Linked DNA regions of Anser cygnoides: all the other regions are linked to region 1. A link is a contact called in public Hi-C data. All regions are on one chromosome and are shown on one strand. The core of a region is the stretch at or near the end of the contact, and the rest is flanking DNA. Distances in the headings are between cores, read along the strand shown.

Region 1 (3,388 bases), core at 360-2,859:
AGTTGGAAAGTACTTCCAAGAGATGTTATTTCTATTCCAGATTCTGCTACCATTCCAAAATAAGACTTGTTTCTTTTGTTAGGGAACACAGTGTCAATATTTTCTCGTATTATTTCTTGCCTTTTGTCTTCCACATAGGTTGTCCTTTTGAAGTACAGACAGAGCTTACTGGCAGTGGAGTCTACAGTAGTGACTGCTCTGTGTAATACCAGTTAAGATTTATACTTACGATTTTGTAGAATTATGATTTGAAAAGTTCCCTGCTATTTGAAATATTTCTCAAGTGCTAAATATCTGCTAAGTGGGTGAATGTGAGACAAAACCATTATCAAACATGCATAAAAGGATACTACTGCCTGAGAATTTGCTTTCTCGGCTTTCCATGGCATATTCGGTTTTCACTACTGCAAAGTCAAAAATGCTGTAGCTGCATAATAAAGGTGCTATAAACTCATTCTGCTGGTTCAGGTCTATTCAAAATGTTCTCTCTGCACAAAATTTAATGTTTTGCTGGAAGAGGCATCGTGTGTTCCCCGCAACAGGCATAAAACCATAAAATCAGTATAAATTCTGCACTTTTTCCTTCACTGAGTTCAACAATCATGAACCTGCTCCAAGCAAGATGAGAACTGCTGTTTGTGCTATTCACAATGTGGAACCATGGCATGAGTGGCAACTGAACTTGTCAAATAAATAATGACTTTCAAACAACAGTTAGGATTTCTGTTTCTCCAAGAGGGAATCCAGGGATTCAGTTGAACTCATGACAAGCACAAATGTTAAATATCAACTTGAAGAGTCTGACTAGAAAACAGTTAAGCATGTTGCCCATCTCCATTTCTGAATGTTCATGCTCAAGCACAAAGGGCATTGCTTTTCAGGAGGTTGATGTTCAGTCTACAGATCACAGTTCTAAGAGGTCTCAAGCTGAATCCTCCACACCACAAAGTATAACAACTCTGTTTTGTCTCATAAATGGCAAACAGCACATATATAAGAACTCAAGAAATAAAGGAAATTTTACTCATATGACAGGTTATTCCAAGGATACAATTTTGTTTGTAACTAAAAAGTCTTTATGGCCTTGACTTACTGCTTTTACATATCAAGCTAAACTCTGATCTCTGTTATACCAGGTTCAATCAAGATCACTCTAAGTTCTGTAAACACAATGTACCTTTGTCAATCGATGTATTATCAAAATGTTAAAGTCAAGCACAAACAAAATCTGAATGAGTTCTTTGAATTTGAGATAGACAAAAACAAACAAACAAAAACACATACACACACACAAAGAAAAAAAAAAAACAAAAAACAACAAAAAAAAACCAACTCACTGATAGTTTAAAAAGTAGTGTTGATGTATGAGCTACAAGATGACTTTCTCAAAAAGGTGTTTGGATATTTCAGAAGGAAAAACTTCCAAAGATAAAGATGGATACAGACAGAAAGCACAGAAGGTTTTGGATAACTCCATTGCTTTTTTTTTTCGGCCAGCTAACTCTGTCAGGTTTGCATAGACCTGGCAATCTGCAAAAGCTCTAGTCCCCTACAAAAATCTCCTCACATAAAGGTGTGAGGAGAAGAGATCACAATCACAGAATCACAGAATGGCTGAGGTTGGAAGGAACCTCTGGAAGACATCCTGTCCAACTTCCCTGCTCAAGTGGGACCACCTATAGCAGGTTGCCTAGGACCATGTCCAGATGAGTTTTGAAGATCTTCAAGGAGGGAGACTCCACAGCTGCTCTGGGCAACCTGTTCCCATGCTCCATCACCTACACAGTAAAGATGTACTTCCTGATGTTCACACAGAGCCTCTTGCATTCCAATTTGTGCCCATTGCCTCTTGTCCTGGCACTGGGTACCACTGAAAGGAGTCTGACTCCATCCTCTGCACTCTCCATTCAGATATTTATATACGTTAATAAGATCCTCTCCGAGACTCCTCTAGTCTGAAGTCCCAGACCTCTTGGCCTTTCCTTATAACAGAGGTGTTCCAACACCTTAAACATTTTTGTGGTACTTGAAAATATGAGGTCTGCTAATCTGAGGATTAGCAATGTCTGAACACGCTATCAATGCAGGCTTGTCCCTTAATCCCACATTTCCCATCATTCAAAGTGGAAACCTGAACCTGTGCTTCCATGTTTTATTGGCACAAATTCCCAGTATGTCCTGGTGGTCCAGGATTGCTCTATGGTGTTGCCCAAAGGCAAGCTCTTTCTCATGTCATAGAGCCAGGCTTGAGCAGGACTAAACGCGTTACACTTTGCTTTGTTCTGCAGATAGCCTGAGCAGAGCTCTTCCCAAACAGAGGGGAGGAGCTCTCAGCCTGAATTACAGCCAAAAATGTGGCCAAAAACATAGGTCAGAGGGCTTTGTGTGCTTAACCCAGCTTTCAGGTCCCTTCTTCCCCTTCCAACAGAGATCAGCATGGCATGAGCTCTCCTCTTTTGTTAGTGTCAGGCCATGAAGACAGGGGGAAATTAACCTGTCACAGGCATGGTTAAGAAAGGTCACAAGTTCAGGCAGGACATCTCCTGTCCTTAGTTCTAGGTAGGCCCAGTCTGAGCCATGCTCTTGATCACTAACAAATGTTTAGCCATTTATCACTTTCATTGCAAAGTGGAGGGAATTGCACATGAGAAGGCAGTGAGAATTTCCCGCAGAAAACTTGGATTCAGTTGTTGTTGCTGCTTGTCACTTCCTGATTGCACTGAAAGCACCATTTATTGTTATCCTGCCTGGGTGTCCATGAAAATGATTTGATTCAGGGCCAGCAGTAACCCAGTTCTTTCCCATCCAGCTTTACTTGCCAGAGTCTTAAACTCTGAAGGGCTCTACTGCAGAAATAATCTTGTTAACTCTGAGCTTTCATAAATTTCAAATCAGGGTCCCTAAAATTGTGAGACATGCTTAAAAAAATAAAATATATATATATAAATAAATTATGTCTTATGATAGTAATATTGATCTATTTTGTGTCTTCTCTTTTGTAAGACTGAGGAATGCACTTGATTGATATTTTAAAGCTTTTCTCTGCAACTATGCAGACTGGAAAGAAAGAACATTAAGAGTCTTTTGTACATACATTCCAGCATTTGGAAGATCATACTAAAAAAAAGAAAAAATGTTAATGAAAATTTCTTGTATCATAGAAATTAAAGGATATTTTTTAGTTCCCCTATCTTCTGTAAGGAATTATGTTGCAAATACTTCTTAAAATCATATAATTTAAAAACTAATTTATTTTGTTAAATGAAATTATTCTGAAAAATCTTACTTGCAAGGAGTATCATGGAGACTAACATTTCCATAAGATAGAGAGAAAACAGTGAGCTGGATAACAACGTTGCTGCTGAAACAATCTGAAGAAAACCTACAA
Region 2 (3,388 bases), core at 653-3,152, 710 kb before region 1:
TACTTAAGTAACTTTGATGTACCTTTAAAGATTAAATCCTGATAATGAAAGAACATGTGCACTTCAGATGATTTGTATTTGTGTAGATGCTTAAAAAAAAAGTGGGGGGGAACAAGAAAAAAACATCCACACATTTTAAAAACCAACTTTGTCATTTGCTAGACGTAAACATTATTAATATTTTGTCAATATTCATATTTCACTTGCAGCCCCTGCAGAGATAGGGCCATTCTGTGAGACGCAGTGTTTATTAATAAAAGATAGTCCATCCCGGATTCATCTGCCTTACAAGAGACGTTTAATTGAGATGTTTCATTTAGGACTAAAGTCACTAGAGGCTTCTTCTATAATCAATGGGGCACTATGTGGGGTGATTCGGACATTTGTCAGCCAGAGTTGCTGTGTGGAAAAGCTTCTCTTTCTTGTCAATACATAAATATCTTAGGCACCTGAAGGGCTGAAAGATAGGTAAGATAAATCTGGGCCTCCCTTCTCTCAGAATGTATGGTTAAAAAAAAAACGGTGGGGGGGTGGGGAGGAGCAGGAGGCAGAAAATGTTAAACTTCCTCCCTACAAAAAGAATATGAGGTACAGAGCTTAGGTGACCTACTCAAGGCCAGAAAGCAGGAAACAGATCCAGGTATTGATCATAATTCTTTGAAAGCAGCATCTTAGTTATAAAAAACATCTTACACCTCTGGCAGTGGCCTCAGGATTTTTCCTAACATGAATAAAAATGCTAGAGCTGGAAAATGGTTCCACAAGTAAGTGTTCACTCAATTTATTTCTTTCTTAAAAATGTTGAAAATTATTATATTTTTTTTTAATCTCTTTAATACCTGTTAAATTTCCTTTGAAAGTTCTTAGGAACATTATTTTACTTTTTTTTTCTTCCCAGAGGCTCTCAAATATATTATCACACAAAGGCTAATGTAGCTTTGCTGAAATCTGTTTCTCATCTTCTGTATGTGACAGTTTTGGCCATATGCACAAAGAAGGAAGACTCCCAAAACCAGTCATGTCTCTGGAACAACTGGTGTTGCGTGGCTTATCCCTGCCCTAAACATGACAAAAAGCAAAAATCTTCAAAATTTCCATTACTGATTTCCTTAAACAAATATTTCATATTAATTTATTGAAATTTTGAACTAAAAAGTTATGTTTCAAAGAACAGAAACATTTTATTCAGATAATAACTATTTGGGGTACATCTACATTTTTTCCTAACTATTAAAAGTTTCTTAAAACAACTCAATATCACAAAGTTTTACTTCTGACTTATTTTTTACAAAGGGTAGATACACACAAATAGAAGGATGATTACAGCAGATCAGAGCAAAGGTCTGTCTGATTCAGTATGCAGTCCCTGACAGTGTCAATTTTTCATTTAAAAATGCCAACTACATTGAACAAGAGAACAGAACGGCCAGAGACACAGTTGGCACAGTCTATGCACAACAAATGGATTCAAATATTCATGCATAAAATATGCAACAATCAGTTCCAAAGTTGTAAACAAATACACAGAAAAAAAAAATAGATGGAATAAAATTAATGAAATAAGTTATTTGCTATAAATACTTTGGCTATTTCTTATGGATGTAATTTCTGCCTCAAAGAGAAAACAAAATTATGAACTATATTTATACAACAGAATCTACTTCAGCATTTGACAATAAAAGTTTAAAATTGTATCATGATAGGAAGAACTCCACAGCTTAGCAAAAAAAAAAAAAAAAGCAAACTGTGGAGTTTGGAAACGATTTTGCTGGAGCACACTATCTAGTTTTGTTGCTCACAGTTCAGATAATAAATGTAAAGAAAATGTATGGAGGGTAAAGAGAAGAGCCACCAAAATTCTGTGAAAGTCACAGAAAATGCACTGCTGTGAGGTGCTGAAAGCTTGCCTAGCTGCTTGCTCAGACAGAAGATGAGCTTTGAAAGACCTGACAGGGAAATTTAACCATTGGGAGGCACTCCTAAGTGAAAAGACAGACTAGCTCTTTCTTGGTTTCTTATAGTCAATGCATGCTTTAGCTAAATAAAAAATAGTGAAGTCAGTGCAGAGTTGTGCAATATGGGAAGCCAAGCCAGATGTCACTAATTTGTGACAGTCACTAATAATGTGAGCAGGATAGTTGTTTGCTCAATAAAAATAGTTTAAACAGGCTTCTCCTTGCTGATCAAGAAAACTGGGTATTCAGCATTCAGGCTGCCTAGAATCATGACAGAAAGAGCATTCCATGTGGACAAGCCCATTATTTTTGCATAGGAGAAGGCTTGTTACAGATTTACACTGGAGAAACAAGAGTGCTGTACTGGACTTCCTTCTGCTCTTAAGTAGAACTTCAGCCATAGGTGAATTCACAGCAAACAGGCAGCTGATCACAGGGAACTTTGTTCTGTGTTGACATCAGAACTACTCTTTGTGCCAGTGACCTAGAGAGCAAAGAACTCCACAAGTGGCAAAACTGCCAGATCACTTCACCATAGTACCATTAGAAAAGGCCATGAGCACTCAGACCATTCACGTCTCCAATGATCTGTTTGTCCTTGGAAGGCCAAACATATAACTTGTCCAAATAAACACTGTCCTTTAAAAACAAAAACAAAGTCAAATGAAGCTACACAGTTCTCAGCAAAACTGTTCAGAAAAACATCCATTTCCTCAGTAGCTTTGGTGCTTCTTCTCATCTACTGTTCAGAGAGTACTTCCACCTGTCTGAGAGGGCTTACATTTCCCACCTCATGCATGGTGCACTCAGGACCATGGTTAATGGGGATCTTGGATAGCACTTTTATTCCAGACATACCTGTGGAAACAATCATATGTTGGGGAAAAAAAAAAAGTAATTAAAAATAAAATATTCTGTCCATTAGAAGGAGGAAAGAAGAAAATAAAGGAAATGTAGAAAAGGAATGGGTCACTGAATCACTGAATTAGGGAAAGAGAAGTCTGATTTCACTTTCCAGCTCCATTTCACGTTCAGAGATTTTTAGTACAAAGGAGAACATGACCAACTGAACTTACATAAAGGTCCCATCAAGTGAGGAATCACAACGAGCATAGAATTACTGCAGATTGGAACCTTCAAGAGAGATCTACAGGGAAAATGTGAGTTTTCTGGGAGCTCCACAAAGAAATCCTTAGCTTCTGAGGCTCTGAGGATGTCCTTCTTCAGGTATCTATCTATTCAGGTAGCTCTTTGAGTTTTCACAGTAAAAATTCAGGTTAGTTACCTAGAGGCTCTAGATGGTTCTAGGTCTAGTTGATGGCAGAGCAGCTGTCCTGAGGATCTAAATTTTGGACTTGGGCATTAAAATTAGAAGTTAAGAGACAACTAAGCTTTGTGGAGCTCTAGCTTCGTTAAAGGATGTAGCAATAAAG
Region 3 (3,388 bases), core at 256-2,755, 560 kb before region 1:
CACATAATACATGAGACTTGACAAGTCTGAATGTAGCCAAGTAGGTTTTAGACCTTCCAGGGATTCCCTTCAAGCAAGTTGATTTCCATCAAAGGTGACACAGCTAATCTCTTCTACCCTGTGCCCTTCAGGGAAAGGAGAGAGGAGCAGAAGCATAGCCTGGCCTGCAGAGTAGTTCATACCATGGCTAGCAGCATGCTTTCACTGCATTTGGCCTCTTTGCCCTATGCCAGAGCTTCACACTCTTCTTTGCCACAAGCACATCAGCTCCTTCTCCAACCAAGAGAGAAAAGGAAGGAGAAAAGAGGCAAATTAGAGATTCCCTAGTCAGCAATCCTTGCAAAAAATATTCTCTTTCAGCCAATGTAAAATGAAACTCTAAAACTTGTAAGATATCAGACCAATAGACTTTTACACTTGTGGAATTTTATAGCATCCATACCGGCACTAATCTCACTATGAATGGTTCAGATGTTTCGGATCATCCAGGCAGTATAACACCAACTGCTGAATTTCAGCCAGAATTTCACCCACATCAATCCCAGTACATTCAGTTCAGCAGATTGCTTGGGCAACACCTTCTTTCAGCTCAGTGAGATCTTTGATATGTATGCAGATGGTTCCTTTCTATTTCCTTTGAGAAGGATGGCTAATGTTGGAGGAAAAGGGAAGACAACAACAACAAAACCGTCTCCCTCAGTGCACCTCCCTCCCCACCCCAGAAAGTCAGCAAGGAATTCTGAGCAATTTGCATCAGAGGCGCTTCCATTTTATGCAAACTGCCATAAAGAGGAAAACACCAGGTGACAGCTCCATACTGGAGATGCTGCAGCCCTCAGTGGGCTTATATAAAAAGCCATAATACACATAAAAGTCTAATGTGCCTTCAAAATTACCTCATCTTTTATTTAGAGGTTATTTCACCCTTGTCTTCCTTTATCGCTCTTTATACGAGTGAAGTGGGGAAGCTGGACAAAATTGAGGCAATTTAGGTTACTAAGTGGAACTAGAGTTTATGGTCAAAGTTAGGCTCTGGAGGAAGAATTCCCCACTGCCACCCCCGCAGCCAACCTAAAGCTCTGCAGTCAGCTTTATTGAGGTGTTTATTCCCAGATCCAGCCCCCACCTTTCACCTGCTGATAAGGTTTGTCTACTAAAAGAGGAAAATACAAACAGAAAGATACGGAGGGCAGCTGGATGAAGGATAAAAATAGCAGCAGGACTTTTTGTAGTAGTGTCCTTTGTACCATTAGAGAAAATCCTGGCAGCATTTCTGTTTCACGGGGTCGGCATCTCCAAGGGGATCTACACACACATGCACGCACACACATGGATACATACACATAGAAAAGAGGCTGTCGGCTGAGTTTTGGGCATGTCAGAGCCATGAGTTAGAAATCAGCTTGAACTACGCAAAGACAACACCCAGGAAAACAGTGGAAAACCCCTCCTGGAGCACAGGGCAATGGAGGATGCAGGAGAGAAGTCAGTTCTTCCGCTCCCAGCTCCGACCTGCTTGGCAGCCTGAACTCACACTGTTTTCCCCTATCTTTTTGTTGTCTCCCCTCCACCCCTCACCTATTTTGAGGCTATTTGGAGCAGACTGTCTCTCTATACAGCACCTGGAAGACTGATTATGATCTCTAGCCTCTACCATAGCATAAATAGTGAGACTCCAGTTGGCTCCAAGGTCCGCATAACTCACCGACTACTGAGAAGTTAAAAGTTCCTACTTGGAAAAAAAAAAAAAAAAAAAGAGCTATTAATTTTAAAATTAGCAGTAGCAGCAGGTCCACAGCTAATATTTTCCTATTTAAAACAGAAACAGTGCCAAAGAGCAAGATGGAGTCATTGAGGAAAAAAAAAATGCCGTTATTATTTTTTTGTCCTCTCTAGAAAATACTTTATATTCCCAGTTAACCCTCTTATGCTTGCTGGTATAAATTATCCCTGAATTTATGGGGATTTAGGCAGCATTTGCACAGAGATTGATTGTCTCCTAACGGTCTGCTGTAACCTTCCCGTGAAGCTGCTAATACTGGGTATCTTCCAATAGATCCCAGTCCCAGGTCTGTAATTCCCACTCTGCTCCAGCATTTCTATTGTATTCTGTTCCTCTGAAGGCATTTTCAAACGACTATTATAACATAATCTGACAATGATATCATTGATGCTCCCCCCTCATCTGGCCAGATTTGGAAAACTCCCTGCAAACTGCTGAGCAAGCAGACTGCTGGCTCCTGTTTCTTGAAGGGATGGAAGAAAAGTGCCAGATCCAAGTATCTAAACTCTGACTTTCAGAAGAACTGAGTTATGCAGTGAATTCAAATTCTGAAAGTTCAGTTCAGACATAATTTAAGTGCAAACTTGTGTTTTCTGGGATACATATAAGTGGCACTAAATCAAATGTTTTCTTAAGTTGACTAAGAATTGATTTAGTTCCTTTAGGTAGATATTCTTTAGTTTGGTTTAGAGGATGACACAAATGTAGCTTAACTCAGTAGTTAATCAATAACATAATTTTGATCCCTAACTAAATGAAGCTTGATAAATATCAGACACTTTTAAATTGTGTTTAATTAGTGTTTATGCATGTATTTGCAGGCTCTGATTCATAAGCTGTGGCAACTCCATGCTGAAGTAACCTAACCTTGTCTTTCTGCTAGAAGTTACTGCCCCATGTCCATTTCAGAGGCAGCAGATAGCCCTCAGACATGCAGGGTCCGTGTGACCTCCTCCTAACGGGAAGCAATCTCCTAAACCTTATCACAATGTCCACCTTCAAAGGGAGTGGTGCCAATGATGTTGAGAGGAGGGGAGAAAGGGATGTGAAAGAGGCAGCTGGGGAGGGGCCCAGCTTTGAATTTCCAACTGTGGGTAAGAGGTGGTTAAGGAACAGCTGATGAGGATGATGAGTGATGCAGAAAGACGTCAGCATGGGGAGAGATAGAAGAGATTGCATCTGTTTCCTTCAGAGACTATGCCAACAAAGATTGACATAGTGGAAACCTATAAAAGAAATGATAATCCAGAGAAGTTATGGCTGCCTACCATGTCTCCCAACACTCAAGCTCAATAGCTCCTAGCAAACCAGAGGCAATTGCACTTAAGCAGATGGATATTTTAAAAGTAAAAACACCTACACAACCCATTCCCAACACATCCCTGGTGACACCAGAAAATGAAGCGCAGCCACAGGCTCCTTCCTGGTCAGCCTTACAGAAGAGGTGACCACGCTCTGGGGAGAAGGAAGGTGCAATTCCCTGAGCACAAGCCATGCCATGCCTCTCATGCTCTGGGCAGCAGCAGGTCCTGGCCTGCTTTCTGCGCTGGCACAGACACGGACAGTCAGATGGAGAAATGAGCCAGAATCCAAATGTGTGAGATC

What was found. Hi-C and Micro-C count contacts between places; a contact is called where the count stands out from the background.
Region 2: a contact with region 1 is called in a Hi-C map of liver, with 2.3 times the contacts expected there. The contact joins two enhancer-like sites. A contact is called at or near these places in 2 of 7 Hi-C or Micro-C datasets (both in liver).
Region 3: a contact with region 1 is called in a Hi-C map of liver, with 4 times the contacts expected there. The contact joins two enhancer-like sites. A contact is called at or near these places in 2 of 7 Hi-C or Micro-C datasets (granulosa cells and liver).

Annotation. Positions count from the first base shown.
Region 1 is chr2:153,709,217-153,712,604 of Taihu_goose_T2T_genome, forward strand. No RefSeq gene overlaps it. Among named protein-coding and RNA genes, the nearest start is that of CYRIB, 340 kb to the right of the region's middle. Within about 2 kb of position 1,610, at least 1 of the 3 cell types and tissues checked has open chromatin away from gene starts, as enhancers often do. A contact at or near this core is called in liver, where this site is marked.
Region 2 is chr2:153,000,224-153,003,611 of Taihu_goose_T2T_genome, forward strand. No RefSeq gene overlaps it. Among named protein-coding and RNA genes, the nearest start is that of MYC, 170 kb to the right of the region's middle. Within about 2 kb of position 1,903, at least 2 of the 3 cell types and tissues checked have open chromatin away from gene starts, as enhancers often do. A contact at or near this core is called in liver, where this site is marked.
Region 3 is chr2:153,150,931-153,154,318 of Taihu_goose_T2T_genome, forward strand. No RefSeq gene overlaps it. Among named protein-coding and RNA genes, the nearest start is that of MYC, 19 kb to the right of the region's middle. Within about 2 kb of position 1,506, at least 2 of the 3 cell types and tissues checked have open chromatin away from gene starts, as enhancers often do. A contact at or near this core is called in liver, where this site is marked.